Regions from separate parts of the Zea mays genome. Here region 2 is linked to region 1. A link is a contact called in public Hi-C data. All regions are on one chromosome and are shown on one strand. The core of a region is the stretch at or near the end of the contact, and the rest is flanking DNA. Distances in the headings are between cores, read along the strand shown.

Region 1 (5,594 bases), core at 2,727-5,226:
TAGTTTTCTCTCTTATCGAATTGCCACTCTCTGTATGTATCAAAACAAGACTCAACACATGTTCTTAATGGACTGAAGTTGGAAGTTGTATTATGCTTAAGCATTGCAGATCACTTACAACGTTTCGTGTTCTGTAACTGCCAAGCTGACTGTCGGTATAGAAGGTGGACAAGGTTCATGTTGCATATATATATTATCTCTCTTATTTATTGCGGCCTTGTGAACCACAATGTTAATACTGTTTGTGACCCATCTCTAGGTTTAACCACAGAAGTCCTAAATCTGCCTATTGTGGTTCCGTAAATTAGCAGCTACCACAGGAGTCTCACTTGGAGCAGGTCCATGGGATGCTCTGTACGGGGGGGGGGATATACCAATGTTTAGCTGGGCTCGGTCTTCTCTGACAACAAGTGTGCTCCCAGTTCTCAAGGTGCCAAAGTTGTTCAACTCAGCTCCCCGTGGAGGATCTCGATTCGCTCATCTCTATCTCATACCCTAGAGGACCACAACAACATGATGGAGCATTACAAGAAGCTGACCGTCGTCATACCCATTTTCTTTCTTGTGATGAGTATTGGGCATCATCATATGATTCATATAATTGACATGCAACTAGAACCCATTGCTGCTGAATAATCATATTTCAATGTGTACGGTTATGATTTATCTCTTCTCTTCAAATAATGTGAGATATTGAGGTGGATGATAAATTATGTGTTATTTATCTCCATGTAATAGTTATACACTAACATTTTAATAATGAGAGCATGTAACAATAAAAATTCTTTTACATCTCGATGTATGTTATCATTACATATTGACTCCGTAGCAAGACACAGACATACACCTAGTAATTTGATTATTTCGATGGATATTTGGGAGAGAGTTTGGGCCAACTCTAGTAAGGGAGTCTATATGGATGTGCAAAATACTATTTTGCACTGTAGATACACTGTTTGCAGAGTGGAATTTGAAATGAGGAGTGAGAAAGGGTCCAGATTTATAGCCAAAGCGTTAATTATTTTAGGATAAAGAGATCAATTATTTGAAAGTGGTGTTTAGTTGAGCTTCTAAAAAGTGTTTGTACTATCTAGAAGCATGACACTAATTAAATAAAATGTTTATGCATAGTATAATTTGTATAGCATCTTGAAATTTTCTTTTAGTTTTTGGTTTTTAGCTTGTTCCAAATAAGTGGAAATATAGATAGTTTCATATCTATTTTAAAGTACATAAATAGAGAATATGCCTATTTGGTCCCAAGAGCAACTTCGGTAGTTCTCTAAAAGACTCACTAAATCAGTAATTTATGTAGTTAACCTAAAAACTCTTCTTTAATAGCTCTCTAAATTAACTTCTTAAATTTAGCCAGCTCTCATCTAACCTTATTTTCTCTCTACATTTGGCGACCATTTACCAACTCCTGAAACATAAAACCGGCGCATTTTTTTTTATTTTGATGCCTTTTCCCCATTCTGTAGCAAAGATAAATTAACAGAGTCCACACACCGCCTACCAGAGATGCACAATTATAGCAGCTAGTAAGTTAAAGATTAAACAATTGATAATGAAATAGCTGCACATGCACATGTCAGAAATAAATGAATAAACAATTGCGGCAACAAATTGAAAGACCAACACATCTCACCGATGCTGCTCTAACGCTAAACAAGCTTGCATGCCATACACTGATGGGGCAATACCCCAATGGCGAAGGCGACAGAACCCTTTTCACAAGTACTCTCCACAAAAAATCCCTTTGTGTTCCTCATCTGCTCTCAGGCTTCAATTCGGCTGTGCGCCACCCTCAGGCTTATAAATATCTAATGGTGTAGCCGCGTGTCCAGTATATACACCATATATATAAATATATTTATTGAAAGAATAAAAAATATCTAAAAATATTCAACATAGAAAACATATCGTGTTAATTTTCTTGTAGTTTGATCAAATGAATATGTAAATTTTAGATGACATACCCTATAGTAAAATTCTAGATGCGCCACTGTCATCACCATCAGTGATGGGAGGACAGGGTTCAAGGGTTTCTCGGTCCATACCGTTGTCACAACCTTCTATTAATGAAATACTGTGAGGGTGGTCTTATCCTCCTCGCCTGAGTTTTAGCTTGCATGCCATACATTAATTCATGCATGCCATACATTAGATTCATGTTAAGCCTCATTTGAATACTTTAAATTGAATTCCATTATAATAATCATAATTTAGACACACATCAATTAAGCTAATATAATTTATGTGGAAAATATTCATGTACCACTGTTGGCTTTACGAGATAGATATTTGTCTGCTACATTTCTATAGGTGAGCGAGCCGAAGAGCGTGTTATTATAGAGTGCAAACATAGTTTGGTGATACATAAAATCAATTTTCATTCATCACTCTATATATGTAAGATAGACTTATATCTAAATTTTAGAAAGTGATGAAATGTTAAATTCCAAACCAAATAGTCTATCCTATTAAGTAGATTCCAGTGATATAAAATAAAGGTATCCAAACTATCTTTTTTTGGTTGTGGTGTCTAGAATTATGTTTATCGTGAGCAGTACACATCTAAGGGCTAGTTTGAGAGTCACAAAACCGGAGGGGGTTGAAGGGGCTAAAAAACTAGCCGTAATAGGAGACAACTTACCTTAGTTTTTTTCACGGGTAATAATTGAGCCAAACCAACTCTAAAATTTTATAACTAGAGAATCAGCAAGTTAAAGACATTTATTTTAGAGTAAAGTACATTATCGGTTCCTAAATTTATAGTGATGTATCATTCCGGTCCTTAAACTATCAAAGTATATATCTAAATTCTAACCTTATGAAGTTGTATCATTCCGGTCTCTAAACTCTTAACATGCACATTTCGCTCCGTGCATTTGAGTCTCTAAATTTGTTTTTGGTGTCATCAATGGTCCAAATTATCTGAACATGTATGACATCAAAAAAAATTATAGACCCAGATGATACGACCTTAGAAGTATATGGACTAGAATGTGTATGTTGAGAGTTTAGAAAACGAGATGATACAACTTTATAAGTTTAGAAATCTAGATATACACTTTAAAAGTTTAGGTACCGAAATAATACAATGCTATAAGCTATATAAGTTTAATGACCGATAAGAGCATCTCCAAGAGTCTCTTTATTTTTTATTCTCTATTTGACTTTTTATTTGTCTTTTCATAAAGATTAAAATCTATCATTCGAACGGATTCTCTAACATACAAGTTAGCTTGACTAGCCAGAGTTGCTAGCTAAATTTGACTAGTGAGAAAGCTAATTTAGTGAGCCAGATAGGTCTACAAGTTAAATGACTAGTCTGTTGAAGACCTATTTTACTATTAAATAGCTAAAATTTAGCTTGACAAACTATTTAGCTATATCTTAGAGATGCTCGAACGTAATTTACTCTCTATTTACTTTAGCAACTCTTGCTGGTTTGTAGGCGGTCTTTTGCAACCTGGCCAAGCTTTAGGCCATGTTTGGTTTCTTTAGTCTAGGGACTAAAGTTTAGTTAGAGGACTAAAGTTTAGTCCCTAACATATTTAGTTCTAAGAGCTAAAAATAGTAAAAATATACTAAATGACTCATAAGAAGACTAAAATGGCATTTAATATTCTCCTGCTATTAGTACACTTGAACTAAATGAGGGGTAAATGTGAAATTAATATGGTTTAGTCTCTTTTAGCACATATGTGAAGGACTAAAGACTAAATCATTTTAGTCCATATTTTAGTCCTAGTGTTTAACAAAAAAAGAGACTAAATGGGACTAAAAACTAGAGACTAATCTTTAGTCCCTCTAACCAAACACCCCCTTAACTGTCAAATTTTACATAAATAAACTGCCAAATTCACAATAGAAATACCTCAAATAGAATGTTGTTTTCCTCAAGACATGGTCAGCCACTACCAAACACCTCACGAGGGAAACAAAACCAAAAAACAAAACAAAGCGCCTAAGGTCCCAAGAGTAGAGTTGGATCTCGCCTTCTCCCTGTCGTACCCAACGGCGTTTTCCCCTACATTGTCCTATCATGCTTGCCGGAGGATTCGAGCTACCGCGGCGGCAGCGGTGACGTATCGGTATCGGCGGCAGCGATGGCGGCGGCGGAGTGGGACAGCCGGAGCGTGGCGAGCCCCACCGGGGATTGGCCACCGGCGGCCGCCGCGTCCCCGATAAAGGGGAAGGCGGCACTGCCGGAGTCGGATGGAGGTGCCTCGGCGTCCGGCTCATCGGAGGCCAAGGTCGACGATGGCAACATCCAGGAGGCGGAGTCGTCGCTCCGCGAGGGTCTCTCCCTCAACTACGAGGTCTCGAAATCTCTTCGGCCCTGTAGCTCGTTCTTGGCTTGATCTGGGAATATGAATCCAGTTATTTGTGGCGCGGTTTGGGCAAAATGGTGTGGGAAGATGGAATCTTTTTTTGGGTGAATGCGAGTCCGTACGACGCTCTTTGTTGCACTTTGGGGGAGATCGGGATGTGGCGAAATTTTGCGCTCCAAAACTACACGCTCTCAAAAAATGGTGTTTTTATGTTTGGTTTCTTTCATTTCATCTGGAAGGGGCTACTTCTGGGAGATCGACGAAGCTCTTTTCATGGGTTATGGTGACCATCCTAATGGGAATGTTTTTCAGAACGTCGAGTGGATTGGTCTAGTTGAGCACCATTTTTGGTGTTGCGATCCTGAATTTGTACTGGGAGAGATTGGACTTTCGTGAAGATGCATTCATCTGGTAAATGGTGGGAATAATTATTGCATACAATCAAAATTTCTATTTTTTGTGGAGAGTTCCAATATTAAAAACAAAGTAATATATAAGTTGTTGTGTTGTTCATATACATAATTGTCAGAATTCAAGTGAGGATAAGTTTGTAAATGATCTTTCTTTTTGCTAAGTTATGTGGGCAATGGTCTACAACAATAACAACAACAAAGCCTTTTACTCCCAAGCAAGTTAGGGCTACCTAGAATTGAAACCCAACAGAAGCCCATGTGAGCAATGGGCTAATCATTTGAATTATGATTACTGTTTAATTCGAGGGTAATGTTATTGTGTCAATTTGTGGCTCACTGTGTAACTATGAGATCATGATTCAGTCACTGAGTTCTGGCTATGTGGTGCTGTCTTGTGAACTTGGCATTGGGAGATAGCATATGTGTCTGTTGGTTTAGCTGTAGGATTGATTCACCAGTGGCTTGTGATTTTATTTGGTGTTAGAATCTACATGTCATTCTAGAACTAGCAAGGGTGGTGCTGTTTTTGGAGTTCAAATCAGATAGTATTATAGTAAGGTGATTTTTTTGTTGAATTTAGAAATAATTTGCACTATCTACAAATGAGAATTGAACACGGAAAATAATAGCTCTTTGTTTGGTTGGATAGTGGCATGATCTTATGTTGATGTTTCTTGTGGCAACAGACAAAAGGATGACCATTCCTCTTGTTTTCTATTGTTCTCAAAAACCGTAATGTAAAGATAAGTGTGCACATTCAATTTTGATGCTGTAGTTTTATTGTTTTATGCTGGAATTTCAAAGCATCGTGGGATGATTATTTTTTGTTTAGTTCAAGTTG
Region 2 (5,507 bases), core at 1,541-4,040, 94 kb before region 1:
TCAACCAAACAGACCCTAAGTAGCTCTTGAGCCAACTGATGACCGGATGTACTCTAGTGTGACTAGAAAACACAACGTAACACTCAAACCAATAGAATAGCCAACACACACATAAAACATTTACTCGAAAAATGATTGTTGCTCTCAACCTCAATAAAGGTGATGAAAGAGCACACACAAATAATCTAAACCAACCGGTGATCTAATGATTTGAAAAGGTTTATAGACAAATTAGAAACTCATCAGAACAAACGGATCAAAGTTTAGACACCCGAAACTCAAAAGGCACTCAAAACACAAATTATACAAACAAAGGCAGTATGTCTAGGGTGAAGGGTTGGCCTAGCTAGATTTGGCGTTTCTAGGCAGGTACAAAGTTGGCCTAGCTGGGTTGTAGGGTCGACTCAACCGAGAATTCGACCTGGCTGAGATTGAAGAGTGACCTAGGTTGGTTTGACCTATTTAACTCCCAATTTTTCCTCCAAAAGTACAAAATGCCTCAATTGAACTCAAATAAAGATGAAATTTTGTACAAAGGTTAACAAGGGAGTTAGGAATATTATACGAGAAGATCAAGCCCAAAATCTAAATTACACTCTAGAGATCTTAAAAGTCCCACAAACTAAATAGGGATTTTCTCAACCCTTCTCAAAATTCCGCCAAATCGTACATGTGATTAATTTGACTAAATAGGTTGGTAAATATGTTCCTCTGGGGTCCTAGCACGTATTTAGCCACCCCGATCAGCCTTAAATCTTTAGAAATATAAAATTAGCCCAAAACAAGGATTTAATAGAGGAAAAAACAAAACCAAAATCAATGTAAGCACAATAGCGCATTATCTATATTAGGAGCTAATAAAAGTCAAGAGATCAAAATTGTGCACTGACAGTTTGAAGGTAGCATTGGAAAGAACTTGCTTTTCATTTCATAAGACAAAGATGGCTTCATGAATTTCATGGGAAAGGTTGCTTTGATTTAACTCTAGTAGATGTTACCACTTTGCTAGAGTTTACACAAATGATAGAATTACTAATTTTAGATATGTACATGTGGATCTCACTCAATAGTCTAGGGAAAGAGGGAACCTAACAAGAATAAAAGAAATGATACGCTAAAGAGATAATGCTGGTTAGATCAACTTCTTGCTTATTTATAGGGATATTACACACTCCTAGCTTATCTCTAGGTAATCAGAGTCGAACCACTTAACCTTGGGGGCATTATGGTCTAACTCAAGATCAATAGATCTAACGACTTTGTTTGGCATTGACACAAGCTTCACAATGATGCCTCCCATTCCCATAAAAACACCACCTGGATTTTGAGGCCGAAAACTAAGAGTCATTTGTCCAGTGGTTTCAAAGCCCAAATCACTCTAGAGTAGTGTATCCTCTATGCTTTCTTTGTGATCTTGACGTTTTTCACCATCAACCCTCAACCGTCTGATCACCAAGTCCTCTGGCACCTCCATTTGACTTGATTGACTACTACCTTGACTTGATCAACTCAGTCTTACTTATCAACGACTCCAGCTGTCAGTCACCTACAGCCAGTCCTACAAATTCTCTAGTCCCTAATCCATGCCTCGACGTTCGTACTTCACCGCTCTTAGTCCATCGTTACAAACCTGTTTGACCTTTATCTTCACCGTCGACCACCGTCTCTGCTCCACACATATGCACCACAAGTCAAGAGACAAATCGTATATAACACCACGTTCATGCTAAATTAGCCAACACCAAACCAAAGCTGATTATCTTGTTGACAAACACTCGTCGTACTTAGATATTGTGGTCATGTATCAACCACGTGTTCACAGGTTCGTCGCTGATATTTGTCATATTATATATTGTACTGTTTGTGTCCATTTGAGTGGTTGTATGCAGTGAGTACTAAAGTCTATGGGTACCATTAGGATTATACGATCGATAATGTTTCTAGGATTACTAGTGATATGATCTTGCCCTGAAGTCTCAGGCAATAATGTCATAGTGTACCGTTCCATTCCATCAGTGACCAATAATGTTGAACAGATTCACGCTTACATCCCCGGCCGTCTTTTTTGCATATCCCAGTGGACAATGCTTGCATCATCTGCTACGTCTCCATCAGTTGTTGCGAAATCGGCACAATGAGCAGGATCAACTATAGCCGTTAGCGCGATGATGTGATACTTTCACGCGAGAGCTCACTTGGACAGGCTTCTCATCTCATCACCCTAAAAGCCTAATCTAGCACAGTTCAAATGAATAAAGCCTAATTTCTTTGTAGCTTTTGGCAGTGCTCGCCAACAACAGCAACTCATCAGCAACCTGAATGATATCTGTATCTGACACTTGAAAGAAAGCCCAGACAGGAGAGCCTTTCCTTTCTGAAAGCAAACAAAGCAATATCCTCCTAGGATACTCTTATCCTTTCTACCTTTATATATCGCCTTTTCCTGATTATTGGCGCATTGTGATCTGAACTAATATATTGCCGTTTACTATGTTGTGTTCACTCTGGTTTTTATTTTCTCATGTTCTCGAGTGATCAGGATTCTTTGAGGGATATACTCATGGGTGCCAAAAATCCAAAGCTGGACGTTGAGGTCACTCATACATAGAGTTCCAAGACAGCAAGAGTACAAAAAAATCAGATGAATCCCATCCTGAGCTAACAGTGCTTGTGCCATATACTTGGATATTACACTGATAAGATGGACGTAGAGAAGACAGCACTGAGATGGAATAGAAAGGGTAGCTGGTGAGCAGTCAGGCAAGACACAAGGCCCATGGGCGTCCATGATCACCTCATATCATCTAAGACAATCTTGTCGGGTTCTTCTTAGAGTTATCATGTGTGGTGCAACTACTATACTAGGCTTTTGGGCTTCTCATGCACCAGCTGGACGTGTCCTGACCCATCACATTATGAGATCACCTCATATCATCCATGCTCTTGCGCTACAAGATTATTAGTAACATAGGCATTAGACGTTCTTGTTTAATTTAGTACCTACAACAAAATAAGTTTATTTACCTACGTTTGCTCCATCTCTTCGTTTGATTTATTTGTAGTATACAATGGATACTTTGTAATGTCTTGTGATAAACTTACGACTTACTTTATACCTTTTCCCATCCATATTATCTTTCTGTGGCGCGCGCACAGTTACTTGTCTTCATTATGTATTCAATTAAACCTTAGCTAAAGTTATAGTATTTTTATCCATATTTTTAGTTAAACTACTCTAGTACGTATTTCTAAATTTTGCTCGTAGTTAACCCCATAATGGCATAAATAGCCGCAATACTCTAGATGTTAAATTTTCTCTATCAAAACACTTTTATGTGTATTATTATTTTTATTTGGGAAAATAGAGAGCTTATATTAAAACTACCCACTACACATATATATTTGTTAAATATCTCATTCGCTTGCATAGTTATTGCCGTTTACTTTAACTATTGATATAGTTTAAAATGAATTGTGAGTGTCGATGGTCATTACTGCTCTTCATTTTTGGCTAGCAAGCTAGGATAGAGGACAATTATAGTTGGAGATCTAATAAAAAAACTAATGGAAGGTAATTTTTTCATCAAAATCTATATAAGAGAAACTTTGTGTTTTTTTCAGGGACTTTTGGAGTTGCTCTTAACATCACAAAAAATGTAACCAACCGAGAAGGAACTTAGCTAGTATTTGCTAGCCTTGATAAACTGGTAATGGCAGTGGGAACGAAAATGGATTGTGGGAGGAATCGATGGTGGGAGTGGGACCACTTGTCATACTTTGATTGGTTGGATAAAGTAACGACACGTGCGATTGAGGGGGTGTTTGAATGCACTAGAACTTATAGTCACTAGTACACAGAAGCTCTATAGTGGCGGTTCTAAACCTATTTACACTGGCGTTTTTCAGTTCCGCCAGTGCTAGGGGCCAGTGAAAATCAGCATTTCCACTGGCGGTTATTTTGGAACCGCTAGTGGAAAGTGCATTTTCACTGGCGGTTTTCGTAAGGAAACCGCCAGTGATAATAGAATTTCCACTGGCGGTTTGCTTTATAAAACCGCCAGTGGAAATGCACTTTTCACTGGCGGTTTGCTTTATAAAACCGCCAGTGGAAATGCACTTTTCACTGGCGGTTTTCTTTATTTAGCCGCCAGTGTAAGTTTTCCCGTCTTTTTTCAAAATTTCAAACAATACTGAATTATATATATATTTATTTACACACACACAAACATATATATATATATAGATCTATATTGATATTGAAAACAACATGGAATTAAATTCTATCATTCATTTATATACATCAAAGTATTCTGTTTACAACCATATATGCTTCATGCATTCTATACATCAAAAGTTTTCACCTAAGTTCTAATAACTATCTCGGCTAAGAGATAATCTACTAATTTCTGTTAGTATTCTAAACTCTGGCAAAGCTAATGTTCCGGAAGCATCGTGATATTTTCCTTCTGCGGGAATGACCTCTTTCAATATGAATGTGCAGAGGTCCTCGACTATGCCATACAATGCAGCTTCGGTCAAGTTCTCCGGGTTTCCTCGTTGAAATTGCTGTAAAGGAATTTTATAAACATCATCTATTTATACTCAATAATAACACATTTGCATCTTTAATGACATAAATACATACTTGACTATTACTAATAATACCTTGTCAGGGTTCGTGATGTATCGTCCGTTCACTCTCATGAACTCGCACGCATAGAATCCACATAGGACCGATCCTTGTGGTTGCTTGTGGCACTACATAACGGGAGATTGGTTATTTAGTTGCAACATTGTGTATGATATGTATTCATAAAATCACATACTTACCGGCCAGTGATGATGGATGTCTAGTGGCACGCGTTGTTTCGACAGGTCGTACTTTCCACCTTTAAACTTATAGAACCTAAAAGCCCTGTGATCTCAAATAGAATCACCATGTTATTCTCAAATTTTAATCGATAAAAGTATGCATGCATAGAAAAGGCTTACAGCTCTAAGATTCTTAGGAATTCTGCATATGTCGAAGGGTCGAAGTTCAAGGAGTCGAGCACCAGCACCTTTCCAACCTTAGGATAAATGAGGAAGCATATCCAGTGGTCCCTGTACGAATCAAATTTGTGATGCATGTGTATTGAAATTATTAATTTTATTTATGCAAAATCACACTTACTTAAAGTTGTACGGGGCCATTATGGCTTTCCTGTCTTGAAATTGAAGCATTGCATGTCCTATGTAGGTGGCGTATCGAGCTTCAAAATCCTTCTTCATATCCTTTATACGCTTCTCAACTTCTTCGTCCGTCTTTCCCCGTAATTCATCGTTGTCTTTCCCGATTCTAAAAGTGTGGCTTTCCTCGGATATAAGTATTGGGTTGAGATACCCAACCCTTTTACTGGCACTAGCATTGGGCTTGGTACCGTAAAGGATCTCCTGCTGATCATGTTGCATTCTGCAAGTCACACGTGCATGTCAGATATTGAAATTTTATACAGCTCACTAATAAT

What was found. A called contact is a pair of places that touch in the nucleus more often than the background predicts.
Region 2: a Hi-C map of ear shows a contact between it and region 1, with 2.4 times the contacts expected there. The contact joins the enhancer-like site here to the promoter of LOC100285248 in region 1. A contact is called at or near these places in 2 of 25 Hi-C or Micro-C datasets (ear and leaf).

What each region holds. Positions count from the first base shown.
Region 1 is chr1:152,859,612-152,865,205 of Zm-B73-REFERENCE-NAM-5.0, reverse strand. It overlaps LOC100285248, which reads left to right and starts at 3,976. Exons shown (of 5, transcript NM_001158142.2): 1 at 3,976-4,328. The coding sequence starts at 4,116.
Region 2 is chr1:152,952,799-152,958,305 of Zm-B73-REFERENCE-NAM-5.0, reverse strand. No RefSeq gene overlaps it. Among protein-coding and RNA genes, the nearest start is that of LOC100285248, 94 kb to the right of the region's middle. Within about 2 kb of position 2,790, at least 8 of the 20 cell types and tissues checked have an H3K27ac peak or open chromatin away from gene starts, as enhancers often do. A contact at or near this core is called in ear, where this site is marked.